2 separate regions of the Mus musculus genome follow, and region 1 is linked to region 2. The links are chromatin contacts, called in public Hi-C maps. All regions are on one chromosome and are shown on one strand. The core of a region is the stretch at or near the end of the contact, and the rest is flanking DNA. Distances in the headings are between cores, read along the strand shown.

Region 1 (2,700 bases), core at 158-2,657, 3.0 Mb after region 2:
ATCCATGAGCTAGGAGCTAACCTTTTATTTTATACAGCAAAACTAAAATTTACACTTGGTAAGAGCTCTGAGAACTTCACTGTAGATCACTGGGCGTGGTGGGGCATGCCTGTCATCCCAGGATTTGTGAGGCAGAGGCAGGAGGATTTGAGTTTGAGGCCAGCCTGGTACTATACTACATAGCAGTTTCTAAGCTAGCTTAGAATACGTAGTGAACATAATTTCAAAAAGTAAGCAAAATCATTCAGATTATTATGCCTTAAATTCTCCAGCCTAAAGATTTATTAATTTTTAGCGAGGATAATGAGAGGATCCTATCCTTTTTGTTTGGTTGTTTTTTTTTGTTTGTTTCTTTGTTTGTTTTGTTTTGGTTTTTTTTTTTTTTTTTGAGACAGGGTTTCTCTGTATAGCCCTGGCTGTCCTGGAACTCACTTTGTAGTCCAGGCTGGCCTCGAACTCAGAAATCCGCCTGCCTCTGCCTCCCAAGTTCTGAGATCAAAGGCGTGCACCACCACGCCTGGTGTTTTTTTGTTTTTGATATAGAATCTTTCTCAATAGTCTTGGCTGTCCTAGAACTTGATACATAGATCAGGCTAGCCTTGAACTCACAAAGATCCTCCTGTCTCTGCCTCCTGATTACTAAGATTAAAGGCATGAGCCACCACAACTGGCTAAAGATTTATTTTTAAAAAGTTATTCTGAACCTTCTGGAGAACATTTAAGAGGACAAGAACATAAAACACAGAAACAAATGAGCAAAAAACCCAAACACTTGTTATTTTCAAAAACTGACATATAGAAAACATTTTCTTCTAATTTACAGGGTTCCTCATGACCTGATAGTCTGCTGCTATCATTGGTTCTCTGTAACTTTGCCTTATAAAACTGGCATTAACATTGTCTTGTGCTAGATGTTGTTGTCTCAGTGTTTTTTAAAATTTGCATCCTGACATACACTGAGATACTTGGAATATGGTTTTGTTTTTATGAAAATGCAATAAAAACAGCAAATTTAACTGAAAGTTTCTTTATTTCAACCAAGTTACATTGATCCAGTTACATTTCCAGGTTTGTCTGAGAAACAGTTCTTATTTTCTGCTCATTCTCCTTCCTACTGAAGCTGGGATCTATTTATACATGCATACTGGGATCTATTTATACATGCATACTGGGATCTATTTATACATGCATACTGGCTATACAACTGGTTTGAAATTGGATTACACTTGAAAATACTGCTTGTCTTTTATTCTTTCCTTTGCTTTCTCTCTTTGAGACAAGAGACCTTGGCTGTGTTGTACAAGTTGGCTTTAAACTCAATCCTTTGTCACACCCTCCTGGGTACTGCCACTGCAGATTCTCGCCAGTCTGCCCAACTGAAATAATTTCTGAATGTAGTTTGTGGTTTTAAAAAGTGAAACTCAGGGACACTGAAGGGATGAGTCATCAGTTAGGAGCACAAACTGCTCTTCTGGACCTGGGTTCAGTCACCAGTACCAACACAGCAGATCACAATAATAATAATAATCTGTAACTCCAGTGTGGGGGATTCTTTTCTGGCTTCTGAAGGCACTGTACTCATGGTATATATAGATGATATTCATAGAGCCAAAACACCAGTATATACAAAGTAATACAAAACAAACTTTGAAACCACGCAGCTCTGCCTTGTCAGCATTGGAAATACTTTGAGCATCTGATTCTGTGCTGTTTAAACTGACCTGGAACTTCAGGTGTTCCTGCCTTAGCCTTGAGTGCAGAGATTACCAACAGGTGCTACCACCCTGGCTGGTATTAAGCTTTTGAGAGGTATTATGTATGACCAGAGGAAAATGATGACGTCTAATATATGGGTGCATTTACTGGAAAATGTGCATGGTTCAGTGAGTTTAATACCACATGGCATCTCATATTAATCTGTCTGATAACAGATCCATTTTAAATAAAGCCACTCTGGTATTGCCTAGAGTAACCATTTATTTCGGTTATTTCTAGTTTCTCTCTAAATGTAGAATCAAAAGAAGTGGAGAATTTTGTTACTTTGGAGACAGCAGTAGTTTATTTTAGATTCGTGTATAGATGCGTATGAAGTTGTTTACGTTTAAGAAGTTGAGTTACAGATATCAACTCACTAGCTTTCTTTTGTTCTTCCATTTCCTTCAAAGGTTTGGGCCCCATGGGATCCCTGTGACAGTATTTCCCAAAAGGGAATATAAGGACAAACCGGACGCCATGCAGCTCCAAAGTACCACATTCCAAGAAGGGATAGAAGTCAAGCAGGAAGTGAACGGTGCTGTTCCCGATGACCTCTCTCCAGTCCCTCCTCCTGAGCGCCTGTGGGCTTCCAAGCCACCTCCTCTCTTCCATGAAGGAGCACCTTACCCTCCCCCCTTGTTTATCAGGGACACATATAACCAATCAATACCTCAGCCGCCGCCTCGGAAAATTAAGCGACCCAAACGAAAAATGTACAGGGAAGAACCCACTTCAATAATGAATGCGATTAAGCTACGGCCCAGGCAAGTCCTGTGTGATAAGTGTAAAAACAGTGTTGTTGCTGAAAAGAAGGAAATTAGGAAAGGTAGCAGTGACTCTTCTAGGTATGAAGATAAAAAACGGAGAAATGACAGTGTAGCTACTGTGAACAAAAAACTGAAAACTGACCATAAAGTGGATGGGAAAAACCAAAACGAAAGCCAG
Region 2 (2,700 bases), core at 124-2,623:
TCTCAGATTTGTGTTCATTTGGAATACTGATAATTTTTCTGCTGTCTTCCTCTTGTCTTCATGCATTAATTCTGATCCTGTAAGATGAACTGTGAAATAGCTCTGTCTAGAAGAGAGTTATTAGAACCTTGTGACCCTTTTACATTTAAAAAAATATTTATTATTCTATGTGCATTCGTGTTTTGCCTACATATATGTCTGTGTGAGAGTGTTAGATTCCCTAGAGGTGGAGATAGAGGCACTTGCGAGCTGCCACATGGGTGTTGGGAATTGAACCTGGGCCCTCTGGAAGAACAGCCAGTGCTCTTAACTGCCGAGTCATCTGTACAGTTCACTCCTTTAAACATCTTTTAGAACTATAAGAAATTATTCAAATTATATAGTTCATTTTAGTTAAATTTTGGCAGTTCTTTTTAAAGTTTTTTCCCCACTTTATGTGTATGAGTATTTTTTCCTGCATGAATGAGCACCACACGTGTAGTGCTCACAGAGACCATACCAGGGCATTGGATCCCCTGAAATTAGAGTTGTAGACAGCTGTGAGCTGCCAAGAGGGTGCTGGGAAGTGAACCCAGGTCTTCTGCAGGAGCAGCCAGTGCTCTTCACCCCTCAGGTCTCCAGCCCCATACATTGTGGCAGTTTTGTATTTCAAGAACTGACTTAAATTATTTGAACTCTGTATAGGTAGACTTGCTTATCATATCTTCTTTTTAAAAAAAAAAACAAAAACATTTATTTATGCATATGAGTACACCACCTTTACTCTCTTCAGACACACCAGAAGAGGGCACCAGATCCCATTACAGATGGTTGTGAGCCACCATGTGTTTGCTGGGAATTGAATTCAGGACCTCTGAAGAGGAGTCTGTGCTCTTAACCCCTGAGCCATCTCTCTAGCCCTTATCTTCTTCATGGCCCATTTTTCTGTTTAAAATTACTTATTTTGTATGTGCATGCAGACATATTTGGCAGCACTTGGAGATGTCTGAGAACAGCTTCGGAAAGTCTGTTCTTCCTTTCCATCCACGTGTTTTCCGGAGACCCCACTCAGCTCACCATGCCAGCCCGCGCGCCTTTACTCTGAGCCTCCTCTCCAGCCCCCATGAATGTCTTCCAGTGTCTGTAGTAGTATATCTTTTTTTTTTTTTTTTCTAATACCAGAGTTAATCTCTTAGTTTTTCTATCGTTTATCACTCTTTCCAAAGAGCCAGTTTTCGGTTTTGATTTTTCTCTTGCTAATTTGTTAGAATTTTATCACCCCATCTTTTTCATTGCTTCCTTCCGCTTGCTCGCTCGCCTGGGTTTCACTTGGCCTCCCACCCCCGTTTCATAAGTAGAATCTTTATTGGCTTTTAAGACCGTCGTCGTAGTCAGTACAGGCAGTGACTGTAGTTTGCACTGATACAGTGCGCTCCACATATGGTGTTCCTTCGTTTCCACTCAGTCTAGAGTGCGTTGTATTTTGATGCTTATCCTTAGAACCACAAATTGTTTGGAAGTCTCAGGTTTCACTTTTAAGTTCTTAGAATTTTGCCTGTTACTCATTTCTACTTTATTACGCAAACACGCTTTGCATGATTTCAGCTTTTTGCTTTTTGGGACCCAAGACCCAGTCTGTCTTGATGACTGTTCCACACGGAGCTGCAAATAGTTACAGGCTGGTTAAGGATGCAATGCCTAGTCAATTCGTTCTGTACGTTTCCAAGAGGAATGTCCTGTTTCCCAACTAATACCTGACCATTTCTCCTTTCATTGCTAGGCATTTGCTTCACAGTTTGTATGTAGTGATAGATTTAGTGATTTTTCGGTTATGTTCTGTCCTCTTCTAGCTGTTTATATTGCTCCAGTGTCTTATTTGTTGAACTAATGTAAAAAAACAAAACAAACAAACAAACAAACCAAAACGATCTGGTTTTGGATTGGGATATAAGCTTCCCAGTGAACACTAAAATGTAGCACATTTTGTTAGGTTGTTTTGTGACGACATGTTTGATAAAGACTACTCTGCTCTTATAAGAGAGGGAAAGTCATCATATTATCCTCTCATGGTAGCACAGAATATGGTTTGCATCATGGGGATTATGCAATTTCATATGTATTAATTCTCCATTTTGGGACAGAATATGCAGAATCATAAGAGCGAAAGGTCCTGGAGTCCAAAGCATGTGAATTTTAATGTTACTTCTAGTACCATGAGTATTCCAGGTATTACTCACTTCTTGTGTCTGTTGTATTTGCTGATTATCTTCATTCAGTTTAGAACTTATGTGAGGTGGGTTATAGTTATACCAACAAATCACTGCTGGCCACAGTCGTTAGATCAGAAATAGCAATTATTTATATACGTATATCTTGTATTTGTTCAAGTGCTTGGAAAGGAAACTTCTGACTAACATGAATCAAGTACAACAGGTTAGGGTCACTTCCTCACAGTGCCTGCTTTATCCCTCATTTAAAGGCCCTAAGAAACATTAACATATCTTGGGAAGGGTTCCTGTGGCCCCACCTATCCCCGAGGGACTGTTGACAAAGGTGACTAAGGGAAGGGATGTGTCTAATTTAGGATTTCTAGTGCTGTGAGAAAATCCCAGGATTCAAAGCAAGTCAGGAAGGAAAGGGTTTGTTGTGCTTACACTTGCACACCACAGACTATCCTAGAAGGGAGTCAGGGCAGGATCAGGCAGATGGTGAGGGGTGCTG

The links. A called contact is a pair of places that touch in the nucleus more often than the background predicts.
Region 1: a contact with region 2 is called in a Hi-C map of the G1E-ER4 cell line, with 2.3 times the contacts expected there. The contact joins two enhancer-like sites. A contact is called at or near these places in 7 of 39 promoter capture datasets (the 3T3-L1 cell line, the C10 cell line, cranial neural crest and 3 more), 1 of 484 Hi-C or Micro-C datasets (the G1E-ER4 cell line), 8 of 115 datasets of contacts at active chromatin or transcription factors (T-cell acute lymphoblastic leukemia, acute myeloid leukemia, embryonic forebrain and 3 more) and 2 of 9 other capture datasets (adipose tissue and embryonic stem cells).

The regions. Positions count from the first base shown.
Region 1 is chr11:43,702,369-43,705,068 of GRCm38.p6, forward strand. Pwwp2a (PWWP domain containing 2A) reads left to right here. Exons shown (of 2, transcript NM_027557.1): 2 at 2,166-2,700. Among named protein-coding and RNA genes, the nearest start is that of Gm34963, 22 kb to the left of the region's middle. Within about 2 kb of position 1,408, at least 31 of the 459 cell types and tissues checked have an H3K27ac peak or open chromatin away from gene starts, as enhancers often do. A contact at or near this core is called in the G1E-ER4 cell line, where this site is marked.
Region 2 is chr11:40,745,203-40,747,902 of GRCm38.p6, forward strand. No RefSeq gene overlaps it. Among named protein-coding and RNA genes, the nearest start is that of Ccng1, 8.7 kb to the right of the region's middle. Within about 2 kb of position 1,374, at least 18 of the 459 cell types and tissues checked have an H3K27ac peak or open chromatin away from gene starts, as enhancers often do. A contact at or near this core is called in the G1E-ER4 cell line, where this site is marked.